Linked DNA regions of Mus musculus: region 1 is linked to region 2. The links are chromatin contacts, called in public promoter capture Hi-C maps. All regions are on one chromosome and are shown on one strand. Each heading gives the region's core, a stretch centred on a gene start, on an enhancer-like site or on the middle of the called end of the contact. The rest is flanking DNA. Distances are from core to core; before and after follow the strand shown.

Region 1 (6,889 bases), core at 3,003-5,502, 110 kb before region 2:
GGAGGAGAAGGGTGGTTGGTGGTAACCCCAAGGCAGAGGCACGATGTCCCTTGGATGTACGTCCCTTGAGTCAGCGGGGTAGGGAGTCACTTACCGAAGTACACTCTCTTGTTGCATCGAGGACACATGTTGGGCTCCCCAGTGAATGTGGTGACACTAGAGGCTGAAGGGGTGAAACTGGGTCAGGGTGGACCTTGGTTACCCATATCCAACTCCCACCCAGAGCCCGTCCCCACCTTTGCTGGGACCCTTGGGGGGGCCGCTGGTCTTTCGCTCCTCAGTTCTCACCACAGGGACCTCGATGGGGCCAGTGACCTGAGGGGCCTCGGTCTGAGGCTTCTCGTAGATGTAGGAGCCAGCGCCCCCGATGTTCACGCCTGTAGATGATGGGTATGCCAGGAGATTAATGGCTAGAGGCCCTGACCCCACCCATCTCACACAGAGCTTCTCCCAAAGTTGCTTCTTGGCTTTCAGGATAGGAAGGGCACAGGGAAGGAAAGAGCAGACCAAGCCCCAACATACACAGGAGCTGTCCCAGGTCTGAGGCTCCAGCATACACAGGGGCTGTCCCAGGTCTGAGGCCTGGCTAGGACCCTGCTCACTTTGTTTGTTTGTTTGTTTGTTTTTGTTTTTCGAGACAGGGCTTCTCTGTGCAGCCATGGCTGTCCTGGAACTCACTCTGGCCTTGAACTCAGAAATCCCCCTGCCTCTGCCTCCCAAGTGCTGGGTGGGATTAAGGAGTGCTCCACCACTGCTTGGCTGGGACCCTGCTTACTTTACCTTTGGGTCCAAACAGCGTGGCATAGCAGGGCTTGTGGCAGAAGGGCTTCCCATCATGCTCAGCATGGCCGCCGGGGGTCAGTGTCTTGTTGCAGCGCTCACACTTGAGACAGAACTTGTGCCAGTCCTTGCCCAGGGAGCTCACCTTCTCAGCTGTAGAGAGGAAGAGGAGGAGGAGGTCAAAGCATCGTGCCTGTTCCTCCTCTTCTTGCAGTCCAGAAGGTTCCAGGTCCCACACCCTTGCATTTTACATCCCCTGGCAGACATCAAGCTCCACTCCCACCCCGCCCATGGTGACTCCGAGATTAGGCTACTGTTTACAGAGACTCCCTCAGCCATCCTGGAGCCCTTTGTCCTTGCTCATCCCGAAAAAGTGGTCTCAGGCTGTGCACCTGGTTTAACCCCTCAGTGTCTTGCTCTCTGCACCTATTTATTATACCTTGCTCCTCAAAACCTCACCCTCATGGTGCGTCTCCTCACACCTCTCCCCCTCCCCACAGAGCCAGGCAGAGTCCCCGAGGCCAAGAGAAAAGCCCTTGATTTTCAGCACCAGGTGAGGGAACACCAGTCCTGGCTGCCGCGGGACCACCAGGAAAGATCCCTATTTGGTTTCCTCGTCCTAAGCCCTGAGACCTCACTCCACCCAACCCACTGCCTCCAGCTGCCAGTTTGGCGCCAAAGGTTTGTGATGAGCAGCTGAGGGCTGTGGACCCCACCCCGCAACCGCCAGGGCAATGACTGCCGAGCCACATCCCAATGGACGGAAGCCTGGGCCTCCCCAAGGGAGTAAGGCAGGAAAAGGGTGGAGAAGTGGGCAGGAAGAAGGGCCTGAGCTGAGAGCAAGCAGAGCCGGAATTCCAAAGGGAAGGGGCCAGGCCAGAGTGGCGGGGGAGGAGGGAGGGGTGTTTATGCTTGCTTGGCTCTGGCACTCCACTCAGAGGATAACAGAAACAGCCAGCTCTCCAGCCTTCCTTTCTCAAGAGCGGCCCACTGGTCCCTCTGGGGCCATGCCTCCTCTGGACAACCTTGGCAAACGCCAGGGAGCACAGCCTACTGTGAGAGACCCCTCCCCCTGCTGGGAAGTGCTGCCGCTGGGCAGCAAGCCTGGATCCTCCATGTGGCTAAGTCTGGCTCTCCGCAGCCCTAACTTGCTGGACACGGGCAGGTGTTCCCCAGGAACCCCCCACCCGACCCTTGTCCTGGGACAGTACTGTTTAGTTTCCTTTCCTAAGACACAGGTGAGCCAGAACAGGCAGGAGCTACCTGGATGGCAAGCAGGCTTGGCTCCCATGCCTGGCATTCTTTCTTGGGACAGTGATAAGATTGTTGGGATGGTCATCAGTGGCTGTGGCAGCTGCAGCTCAAGGCTGCCAAAACCACTATGTTCTGGCCAGCTCTGGGATGTGGGCCATGTATGGGGCAGGGAGCTGACCCTCAGACCCACTGGTTGGGTCGATGGCCCCATTACAGACCCAAATTGGGAATACAGCATTGATTAGGTCTAATAGCTTGGAAGGGAATGGTCTCCCTACTTGGCCATGTGTTCTGGAAGAAAAATCGGACTCACAGCACCCTGGGGTCCCTTGGACCTAGCGTTTACTCAGAAGTGGACTGCCAGGGCACAGCCTAGCTGGGCAGAGAGGGCATTATTCTGGACCCCCATCGCCTTCCCACAGAACAGAAGCCAGCCGACTCTGAGGAGCCTTTGTTTTCTGCTGAGAGCCAGAGGCGCCCAAGCAGGCAGAGTGCTTTTTCCGGGTGCCCTGTTGGCCAAGGCCCCAGAGAGTCCAGAGCTGGCCTGGTCTGGAGCAAAGTCATACAGAGAGGCCCTGAAGACCGTCTTCACTCGGGGGCTTGTTAAACATCTCTCTGTAGGAAAAGGGCTGAAATCAGGCAATCTGTCCCCTCCAGGAGGCAACAGGAAACCCCTGGCTCCAGGCCACCCAGAGCAACTCCAAGCCAAATCCGGTCCCTCCACTCTGGGAACAAACAAAAGTGGCCTCTCCTCTCCTCCCGTCATCTGAAGTTCACTGACCTGGACACTGCTGTTTGGGGAAGAGCATAAGAGTCCCTGTCCTTTCATGTCCCTGTCTTCCTCTATTCTGGCCCTGAGTCTATTTTTCAGTGGCAGCTATACTGCTACTCTGGCAAAGTTGCTCAGCTAGGAACACAGCCCCAGGAGGTTAGCAGATCAGGAACCAGGGGATGCTTGATAAAGGTGATTGCCTTCAGGGGCTACCTTAGCAGGAACCAATTCCTGCATACCATAGCTTCCTTCCCAGATGGCCTTGACCTCCAAGAGGCCAGGGTCCTAGTCACCCAGTGCACTCTCAAGCTCATGGAGAAATACGTGTCACCATGCCCCACCCCGGGTGAAACTGCAGAGGCAAATGGCCAAGAAAAGGAGCAAGCTGGGGCATGTAAGAGGCAGAAGCCAAGGTCGCCCCCGCTTGGACTGAATCCGAAATCCCAGACCTGGCCCAACGGCCTGGGCAGAGGTCGAAGTGAGCACTGGGGTCACTCACTACTATGGGTCACACTAGTGGGCCCATGTGCAGGCTGGGAAGCAGCCATAAGGTGAAGAGATGCCGGAAACCAGGGGATCTCAACGGACCAGTCTCGGGCGTCGGACCTCATTGGATCCCGCCCCGAAGAGCGTCCCTGAAGAAGGGCGATAAGCTGAACATGCGGGTGGCCAGGAGGGCGCTCCTGGCCCCGGCCGACCAGGACTTTGCGTACCTAGACCAGTGCCTACCGAGCGCTTCGGAACCCACCCGACGCCACCCGCTTCTCCAGAATCCCAGATGGTATCCCTCGCCCCGCGTAGCACTACCTTCGAGCCTCGGGCCGCACCCGCGAAAACAGCGTGGCGAGCTTAGCTACCGATCGGATCGCGCATCCCAAGACGGTGGCTGCGCACCCCATCCGTGTACATTCCGGGGTGTGGCTCTCAGCCAGGAGCCTGGAGGCGAAGGCGGACGGCGGGTGGATACTCACCGAAGTATACGGTCTTGTCACACTTGGGACACTTGGAGGCCATGGTCGGTGCGCTCGGTCGGTCCGCGCCCTCCACCCGCGCTCGTCTCTGTGCCGCCGCCCGCGCCTGCCCCGCCCGCCCCCGGACGTCGATTGGCTCCGAGACCTGGGCGGGGCCTCTGGAGCCCGCCCCCTAGACGCCAGCAGCTGGGCGCGCTGCAGGCGGGGCGCACCTGCCAGGGTCGGAAGGGCCCGGCCTAGCGCCCCCTACCCCGGAGTGAGGTGGCGTCCACAGGGATCGCCCGAGGATTCCATGGCCACATAGTGATCTCTAGCTGTAGAACGGACTTGGGATCCCCAGCTTTAGGTCTCGAGGTCCGGGCCTGCTCGTGGTAGAAGGGGGCACGAGAAGCCCGCGGGACGCGCCCCCGCCCCTCGCGCCTCCCGGCGCCGCCTCCCTTTGTTGCCTCGTTTCTATAGCAACGGTCTCGCAGCACAGAAGCACGAAGCATCGGATTCCGGGCGGGGCGCCGCGGTCCTGTCTGTGGTGCTGAAGGAGGGGCGGGCGAGGCTCACTTGTAAGCGCCACCACTTCCAAAAACAGCTTAAGAAACCACTGGGATGAGTGGGGGCGGGGTGGCGTCAGCCAGAGCAGGCTCTGACGGGGCCGCAGGTGCACTTGCCTCTAAGGCACTTTTATCCTTGGAGGAATGGGGTACCTGCGAATTTCCTCCGCGGCAAGTGTTGTGGGCTAATACCCCCTTCTGTGAGGTTGCTGCTGCTCTTCCTCAGACTAAGAGTCTCTGACTCCCACAATGCTGGCCCCAAAGCATTCTGTAGAGCAGCAGAGCCAGAAATCCTGCTTGTCCTCAGAATAGTCCCCTTCCAGTTTCCTTCCCACTAAGGGCTTGCTTGCCGTCCCACCCTCCTTACTTTCTGACTCCCATGGACCTACAGGCCTCTCTCTGAGCCTCTTGACCCAACCTGAGCCTTGGGCCTGGGGAACAAACACTCTACAAGTCTCAAACCCTGATGACCCTGCCCAGTATGGACAGCTGACTCCAGAGAAACCCCTCCCACACTTTCCTCACTGCCGTGCTGGAGACCCACATTTCATTTCTGTGTCCAGCCCATGGACTGGGAGCCAAGTGGTCCCAGGTACCAGGCATGTTGGTAATCCCTGGCCTACTCTTATAGCTCCATGTGGTGGCCTTCCTTTGTACACATATCCTGCAGTAACTGCCATTTCCATGGTGACAACAGCCCAGAAACGTGCCACCCCCTCCAAGCCTGACTGACCAGCCAGACCAGCTCCCCCTGGCACCTGTGGACACATGCCAGCCAAGGTGAGAGGCAGGCAAGGAAGCCTTCCTGGACAGACCCTTCGCTCACAGCCAGGTTCCTGTTCAGGCTGAATGTATAGGTGTCCTGACTTCCAACCCAAGCATCCATTACTGCGCCCCCTCCAGCTTCCCATTTAGGAGTCCTGTGGACCTCTAGGTACCAGCCTGCTTGACCACTCCACCGCTAATATCTGCCGTGAAAGACAGGGCTGACTGGGCTAAGCACAGCTAGTCTTCTAAAAAGGCCTCAAGGGTGCCCGGCCACAATGAGAGTGGATAGGAGTAGGCCCCCTCCCGGGGCAATCCTGGCTGGATGCCCAGGGCGAGAAGGGGATGGAGAGGGCCGGGTAAGAGTTCCTAATTGCTGCTTCTGTCCTACCTCCTCTGCTGGGTCCCTGGATGATGAAGGAGGGCTATGGGGCTGTTGTGAGCCTGGCAGGAAGGCACACGGGCCAATGACAAACAGTAACCTTGACCTCCACACCTGAGGCTGTAACAGGATCGCATGGGCAGGCACAGAAAGGCACCTCTGGACACACACCAGCCAAGGGAAGAGGTAGGTAGAGGCTTCCACAGTGCCTTTTGGGACAGGGTCCCTCCTTTCTCAGCTAGGATGGACTCATTTGTGTCCTGGTAGATGGTGTGGTGTGGAGCAGGTCAGCAGCTCTCTTCTCTAGGGCCCCAACAAGATAAGAAATACAGTGGAATTCTATCTTCACGTGTCCTGTCATCCAGGGCAGGGTCACAGATCTACCGTGGGAACCTATGGCCAGGAATGGTAAGGCCTGGAATGGAGGCTCTGAGCTACGTCCAGGTCGTCAAGTCAGCACCAGTCTCTCGGGTCACTGCCTGACCATTGTAGAATGGGTCCTACCTGTTTTTCTCATTAAAAGGCTTCAGGATAGTGTAGATTACTTTCCTGGGCCCATGAACCACCAGCCTATGTCTAATTCCCGTTCTTCACCTTGGCTTTCATGTCCAATAGTCTTGGCCCTGTTTCTATAGTGGGCACTGGAGCCCACTTAGGAATGTCAGTAAAAAAGAGACCTGTGTCTGTGGAAAGCTGAGGGAACTAGGCCAGAAGGGGCTTCGTCTGGACCTCGATGGAGCCATGCTCCCCAGACTCCCGATGGGAAAAGGACTCACAGGAGGCCCTTGAAGAGAGTAGTGGAGGACAAGGTAGAGGCCAGAGCAACCGGGAGAAGCCCAATGACCCTGGGGACGTGAGTAGGGTATATGTCACAGCACTGTCCCGGACACCTGGCCTGTCACCCCGATAAGCCCCATCACAAGCTCAGGGAAGCTGAGATACCCCTTATCTGTATCTCAAGTGGGAACATAAATGGTTTCTATTTTAATCCCGACTGCGATTTCTACACATCACAGGCGCCTGAGGAGGGCAAGGGGGGCCAGGAGGCAGGGGCCAAAAGACTCCACTGTTCCCAGAAAGGGTCTGAGCCTCCTCTTGGCCAGCTGAGGCTGCAGCAGCCTGAGGGGCGATGGCCTGCAGAGCCAGACCTCCTCTCTCCCTCCCGTAGCTGGCCAGGCCCGCACCTGTCTCTGGGCCTGCGAGGCTAAGCGCAGGCAGAGATAGGATTTCTGAGCAGAAATATGAGCAAATTCTTGAGAAAAGCACACCTGCCAGGGCAGCACAGCTTAGCACAGAAAGCCCGACAGCTGGGGCAAGGGATCTGCTGGGCACAGGGGGTGGGCCCTGGACCTTAAGCTTCTGTGCCAAGCTGACCCAGGTAGAAAACCCTGGTAGAAAAAAGTTGTGGGGCCTCAGGTAG
Region 2 (7,259 bases), core at 1,327-3,826:
GACCACCCCAGGTTCCTACTGTCCTAGCCTCTCCATCTTCTGGATGATCTCTGGACCTCCCCTCCCCTCTAGCCTGTCTGCCCAGAGGGGGCTCTGACCTGGGGATCCAAATCACTGCAGTCAGATTACCTGTTCTCCCTGGGGTCTACTGTCCAGTACTAGTGACAGAAAACAATGGACAGAGGCCTTGAGAGGATATGCTCAGGAATATGCAGGTATGGAAGGCTCATCCACAGGGGTGTTGAGAACCTAGTATCAGGGTATATGAAGCTTGGTGACCAGAACTTCATTGCTTAGTCCTCTATAAGGGCTAAATATAGGGTAAGCAAGGGCCTGGCCAATGACCCTTGAAAACGAGGCAAGGAGTAGGCAGAATGGCACAGGCAGGCTCCAGAGCTACTTTCAGACTACAAAGGTTCAGGGAGCAAAGCCCTGGGCTGATCCGCATACAACAGGTTTCTAGTGGTAAGGTAAAATCCTTCAGACATGACATCACTCCAGGCTAAGTAAGGGAATGCTGCCTCAGGTGACACTCAGTTGAAAGGCGAGTGTGGAAAAGAAAGATATGCAGAACAAACCAAGTAGAGAAATGAGGGACAAAGCAGATAGGGCCATCGCCTCAGGGGCTGGTCAGCTCAGGTGGCATGTAGATGCCACACCTGTCGCTGTGACTCTAAATGTTCTACCCACAGCCCCAGAGAGCAGAGCGCCCAAGACAAGGAGCTCAGGTCTCTGAGCACGAAGCACACGCATACCCAGTACCCAGGAGGAAAACCACAGGCAGCAAGACCCTCTAGGGAAAAAAAAGGTCATCAAAGGGTTCTGTGGCTCTCCGCATCCCTGCCATTACTGCAGGTTCTCACAGGACAGCCTGGGGACGGTGCCTCGGAATGTCAATTCTCAGCAGCCGGTGTCCTTCTTCCTCTGTGTTTTGTGACTGGGGACAGTGCCTCGGAATGTCAATTCTCAGCAGCCGGTGTCCTTTTCCCTCTGTTCTGTGACTGGCTAGTTTTACTTAGCCCTCACTCCCTACTGCCTAAGCTCTGACCAGGGAACGCTTTACAGAAGTGTCCTCTATGCAGCCATGACCAGGATCCCCTCCATCAAAGTATGCCCATTCACTACCAGAGAATAGCCTAGCCCAGACTCTGCACTGCCCTGACAGCACTGTGGAAAGCACTTTGGCAGCCCTCTACAAACACCGATTGCCACCTTTCCCTCAGGCATGTGATGGCACACAGAGCTTATGAGCTCTGTCTCACAAAGGACTAAATCTCAGGCCCCCAAACCTGCTGACCCTATGTTTGTTGGAGGAAAAACTGAAGGGCCTTTTGTTCCAGGCGCAGCCCCCTCATGCATGCCTGGCCACGTGGGAGCTGGGTCTGTGGTGGCAGCTGGCCATTTGTTCTCATGCCCTGTGGGCAGAGAAATACCACATGCCAGCACCCTGGAGGCCAAGCAGGGTGGTGCCTACCCCTGTGTGTGTCCAAGTGTCAGGACTGTATATGCAAGTCTGCCAGTTCTCTTGTTAAAAGGCACAGTGTGACTGACAGTCCTGGGGGAGTAGGTTCTACGAGAGGCTATGGGCTCACTCACTGCACCCTGAGCACCTGCTAACCTCGAGCCAGAAATGTACCTGTGTGGCCTGGGGCAGCTGCCGGCCTCACCGGCTCAGCTCAGTTTTCTCCTCAGTGCCTGGACCTTATCTGGACTTGGTTGCCCCTGGTTAATGAGAAAAGAAGTTCAAGAGTGCTTCCCAATGTCCCCCACTGGCCAGCACTCAGGGCCAGGGCAGCTTCTATAGAAGGCAAGGGTCAGCGGGCCGTAACCAGGCCAGATACCCTCCAACCACTGTGTTACTACATTCCCACCTCACCCCATCAGAGGCCAGCCCCATCAAGGCAGGTGGTGGAGAAGAGGAACAGATAGTACCACTCAGTCCTGGGACCAGGGCAAAGGCGGCAGACAGCACAGTCAACAAGGAGGAGCCATTTGCGTACTCTCTGCTGGGATTGTAGGCAAGCTCCGAAGGGGCTCTGTGGGTGAGGCTAGAACACAGAACTCAAAGTGGGGCTGCATTGGCCATGTGTTCCACCATTCCACCGAGGAGCCACCAGCATCAAATAATTGGGATCCTGCCATCAGGAGGCTGTGCCCTCAGATCAACAGGGCCTGCCTGGATCCTTCAGCTCAGGGACCATCCCATTCTTCTATCACAAGCCAGAAGCCTCAGGTATGCGAGTGTGCTGTGCACATGATGGCTGACAGAAGGGGAGTGTCTCTCCCCTCTACTTCTATCTCCTGTGTCACACACGGGCATGCCATTGTGAGGTTGTGACAGTCTTGATCGTTAGTTTGACTGGACTGAGATGCCTAAGAGATTATTAGAGCACAGTTCTGGAGTGGCCGGTGAGGTCCTTCCAGGGACTACTAGGTCATGAGAGGGCTGGTCTCATCAATGAACCACTGGCAGATACAAAATTGGAAGATTATGGAACTCTGAAAGGAGGAGTCATGGCTGGAGGAAAGAGGTCACCCTGGAGAGTCCATCTTGACGTGGCCCGTCCCTCCCACCCCGCGAGTAGTCTCTACCACACCCTTTGGCCTTTCTGTTCTGCTTCCCCACAGCTCTAAAAGTCAGGAACTGAAACATCTCAAACTTGAAAGCAAGTTTCCTCCTTAAAGATGTTTCTGTCATGTTAACAGCGAGAGTTAACATGGAGACTAGGGCTTCAAACAGGACAGAGGCCAGCCTAGGCTGCAGTTAGCCTTGTGGTGGGGATAGCTGTTTCCTTCCAGACCTCCTGAGAAGGCTTCCCAGGGTTGCGTGGGAAGGCAGGCTCCACAAGCCTCAGCACTCGGCTGATCTATGATCTGGGCCACCTTTTAGGAGGCACTACGGAGGGAGAAAAGACACGTCGCAGGAAGGAAGAGATGTGCAGAGCCCTGCTGTAGGACACTGTAGGGAGCCCTGCCCTGCAACTGGTCATATCAGAGGAAGACAGGCCGGGCTCGGTGTGGGCCAGGCCCAAAGCCACATTCACCTCAAAGTCACCCACAACCTCCACAAGCCAGCATTCATTCAGTGTCGAGGCAGGCAGGGCCTGAGGAGGTTCCCTTCATAGACAGAGGCTGTGAGTGCAGGCATCTGACATGTCCTTCGTGGCAATGTTCATGGGGTACAAGGAACAGCAGGCCTCTGGCCTGAGCAACCATCTTGTCTGCAGCCACAAGAGATGTCTCCAACCAGGAAGGTGAGAGTCTGGGAGCCACCAGCCTGGGAACATCTAGACCTCTAGACTGAAGTGCCAACACCTTTCTCCTGTCCCTCCCACAGCAGTTCATGGGGCAGAGGGTGAAGGGTGGACAACAACGGGAATGCAAGCCAGGTGTGTTGGTACACAACTGTAATCCCAGTACTTAGGACCATCAGGAGTTCAAGGCCAAGCTCACCATATATTCAGTTCCAGGCCAGACCATACTAAGTAACAGCCTGTCTCAAAAACAATCAAAAAGAATGGGACACCCTGTGCTGGGTGTGAATGGATGCTGTTTCCCGTGCCTTCAACCTTGTGGCAGCTACTCTCCAACATCATCTGCCTGGCTATGGAAAACCCCTAAGAGACTAGTATACCTCTAGGTTTGCTATGAGGGTGTGTGAGAGGCACCATAGGCAGTTGGAAGCAGGTGGGACAGGGAAGGAAGAGGAGCGAGCCTGTAGCACAGGAGTGCTCTTTGCTTCCTGTCCGTCACAAGGTAAATAGCTGTGCTCTCCTCTGAAGCTGAGCAAAGTAAACCATTCTCCCCTCAGCCTCATAAACGGCTGTTCTCAGGCTCCTGTGTCACCAAAGGGTCTGACTAACTCAAATGCTCAGCTCTCTAAGGAGTCACCCGAGGCTGCCTGTCCCAGGTGTGTCCCAGACTGCTTTAACAACACCTCCACAGCTGGCTGGCACCAGCTGGGGCAGAACAGTCCAAAGTGACAGTTTGCAGCACAGGGCCTGACCAGCCCTCTCGGCTGACTGTCCTACACCACGGCTTCCAATACAGATCCATACAGGAACACCTCCAACAAGGCAGTACCCCTGGTAAGACAAACCAACACCTCTGGATACAAGGCACTGTGGAGGACACAGTGGAGGTGCCTGGGGTAACAGGTCAGCCTCAAGAGTACCAGCAGGAGTTGAAAAGCAAGGATCGAGGAAGGGTCAGGCGTGTGTCTTCCAGTTGCTTACTGGGGTCATGGGTCAGTAGAGGTAAGGAGCAGCACGAAGGCAACACAATAGTGCACACACTCCAGGCATGCCCTAAAAATAAGATCCTCCTGACCCCACAGAAGAAAGATATTTAGGATGGACACTGTTAAGAATCAGATCTGGGGGGCTGGTGAGATGGCTCAGTGGGTAAGAGCACCCGACTGCTCTTCCGAAGGTCCGAAGTTCAAATCCCAGCAACCATATGGTGGCTCACAACCATCTGCAACGAGATCTGACGCCCTCTTCTGGAGTGTCTGAAGACAGCTACAGTGTACTTACATATAATAAATAAATAAATAAATCTTTAAAAAAAAATCAGATCTGCTTCAACTAGGACGTACGAGGAAGAGTAAGCAGTGAACCACTGTGTAGTAAAAGATTCACACACCAGAATCTCAGACTCCAGGGCCACCTGGGAGAAAATGCAGGACCACGACTTCCCCTGCACCTATCTGAGGCTGAGCCACGGGGATCCCACAATCACTCAGGGCTCAGCTAGGCCCTATGCCTCATCTGCACTTCTTGCCCAGCTGTTACAGCCACAGAGCAGGATCCATACAGTAAGGGCTTCACAGCAAATGTCCAAGCATCCCTTCAGGGAGGCTCCAATACCCAGCTGCCTCCGCAAAACCTCCACTCAGACCACATAAGCAAATCCTGAACGTGGTGGACTGAGCTCGTTAGGGCTTCCCACTCGCTGTGATGATGTCCACAGAGCCAAGAGCCTCACCAACTCAGTTGGCAGAGGCACCTGTGCTCAGGGCTGAAGATTTAGGGAACAATGACCACACTTCTCAAGCAGAGCTCACGGGGGCAGAGGAAACAACTGTCCATGAACAGCTGGGCTCCAGAGCTCGGGTGAGACGTGCGGCCTCACAGACAGATGGCCTGGACTGGGCTTGCTGCTCATGAGGCCTCAAGGGGAGTGACCAAGCAGCTTCCATCCCAGAGGGACTGGGCAGCAAAAGGAAAAATGCTTAAACCAGAACAGGAAAAGCTATGTTCATACACGGCAAACGAGTCCCAAAAGAACAAAAACCAATGCCAGCAGCTAACACTTTGACTGACACATCTCGCTGAGTACCAAGTACAGCCAACCGGGGCTACTGATGGCCCAGTGGCACCTGCAGCACAGATCAGGACAGCGTCCATCTTACTCTCTCCCGTCTGCCCACGAGAATGCAAATAGAGAAAAGTGAAGCAAGGCCTAGAGCTCCCACCTGCGTGACTGCGGCTCCAATGCTTCACATCAGCCCCACATCAGCGAAAGCAGCGATGTCTGTCTCTCTTTATCATCCTTAAAGCAACTAGATCGTGCTGAGAGGGAAACCCATAAGGAACTACTATACCCAATACACAGACATTTTTTACAATTCTGACTTTAATAAAATCAATTTTATTGGGACATCTAGCTCTATTGTCTTCCCTGCATGGAGGGCAATTCACCATCCACAGAAAGGTGTCTCACCCACCAGGCTAGAGGAGGAGTCACAGCCACCGTCCTAAAAGGAAGCCCCCAAATAGCACACCCCACTTAGCAAAGCAGCCTGGGCTTCTATTTTAAGTGCATGTGTGGTGCTGATGACCCCGGGCAGAACCCCTCCCCATACCCTTGAGTAGTGGCAGAGCACAGCACTCCCCAGCTGGTGGTGCAGCTGTTCCAGTTGGCCGGCCAGTCCCCTGCCTCAGGCCTTTGTGTACTGGTGGTCACGTGGACCAGTAACAGGGCCAAGACACAGTGTCCTATAAGGATAGTTGGAATGTCTGCATTGAGTGGGGGTGTCCTCCTGGGGTTACCACTACCCTTTTGGTGGGAGGAGGTATTTTCCAGGAAACAAAGCACGAAGTAGTGACAAGAAGGTGAGGATGGCTGCATGGGCTGCCTCTCCAGTCAAAGGCAAGATGCTCAAAGAAGAGCAGGGCACCCTTCCATCCTGCAGGACCTTGGCCTCAAGGAATGTTCTACGAGCTATGGGAAGACTCTCCCTTCATCTTCTTGTGTGCACGACTCTCCATTGTAGACAGACTCTCCATTGTCCAGAGCCACTCTTCCTCAATGCTGGAAGTTGCCCCAAAGCAGCCTTCAAAACCCCTCCCGGTTGTCTGGAAGTCAGGGACCTGGAAAGAGACCTTTTACAAGCCAGAGGTCTGAGCCTGTGAAGGCTCAGCTTCCCATCTCTGGCCATCCCTTAGCCAGTTTAAGTATCTAAATGGTCCCATGACATACCAGAGATGAGTCAAAGAGTATTCAGCAGCTGTTCTGGCTAGCCAGACTTCCATGCTCTCTGGGTGTGTGCATGGGAATAAATTAAACAGGGACATCAACTCCTCCCTACCTGGCACATAGTCTCAGATCCCACCCAAATGTTAGTCAGAGATCCTGCCCCCACCCCAGACCTCCACTGAGGCATAACTACGCAGGACACTACAGGTTAGCAGATGACAGCTCTGGTCTTCACAGCATCACTAGGGAGAGCCTGTAAAACAAGGGCTGGTGGAGGAGCCATGCAGGGGAGCTGACCTACTGCTCCCATCTGTTCCCACCATCCCAATGTTCCTTCCAGTAAGCACAGCTTCTTAGTTCCTCATCAGGCTTCAAAGAACCCTCCCTGGCCAATGTGTCCTGCCCTGCCCTGCCCAGCCCAGCCCAGGTACCATGGTCCCTGCTTCTAATAACAACACTCAAAATACTATGTGGCCTACAGGCTACAAGTGAACCCAGGTCCAGCACCTCCTAACCCTCTGCTCTAGCCTAAATCTGTTCCCTTCGCTGTTTCTCCAGCAAACGCAAACACCACCTACACCCACAAACAAGCTGCCCCCATTCCTAGATTCAATCATTCTTACATTTATAAATTCAAGGCAAGCTTTATTTATTTATTTAGGGTTTTCAAGATAGTGTCTCTCTGTGTAGAGCTGGCTGTCCTCGAACTCAGAGACTCCCCCTGCCTCTGCCTCCTGTGTGTTGGGATTAAAGGTCTGTACCAACCACACCCTGCCTGC

What was found. Promoter capture Hi-C pulls out the DNA fragments that hold promoters and counts their contacts.
Region 1: a contact with region 2 is called in a promoter capture Hi-C map of macrophages, with 5 read pairs. The contact joins the promoter of F930026P19Rik here to the enhancer-like site in region 2. A contact is called at or near these places in 2 of 39 promoter capture datasets (embryonic stem cells and macrophages), 3 of 484 Hi-C or Micro-C datasets (CD8 T cells, the G1E-ER4 cell line and nephron progenitors), 8 of 115 datasets of contacts at active chromatin or transcription factors (craniofacial prominence, embryonic stem cells, extraembryonic endoderm stem cells and 3 more) and 3 of 9 other capture datasets (adipose tissue, liver and pancreatic islet).

Annotation. Positions count from the first base shown.
Region 1 is chr12:113,137,503-113,144,391 of GRCm38.p6, reverse strand. F930026P19Rik (RIKEN cDNA F930026P19 gene) reads left to right here and starts at 4,252. Exons shown (of 4, transcript NR_165646.1): 1 at 4,252-4,334; 2 at 4,993-5,102; 3 at 5,508-5,655; 4 at 5,737-6,037. It overlaps Crip2 (cysteine rich protein 2), which reads right to left and starts at 4,156. Exons shown (of 7, transcript NM_024223.2): 1 at 3,778-4,156; 2 at 781-933; 3 at 237-377; 4 at 95-163. The coding sequence starts at 3,820.
Region 2 is chr12:113,026,953-113,034,211 of GRCm38.p6, reverse strand. All of the region lies in intron 1 of Pacs2 (phosphofurin acidic cluster sorting protein 2), which reads right to left. Among named protein-coding and RNA genes, the nearest start is that of Pacs2, 16 kb to the right of the region's middle. Within about 2 kb of position 2,576, at least 105 of the 459 cell types and tissues checked have an H3K27ac peak or open chromatin away from gene starts, as enhancers often do. A contact at or near this core is called in the G1E-ER4 cell line, adipose tissue, liver and 3 more, where this site is marked.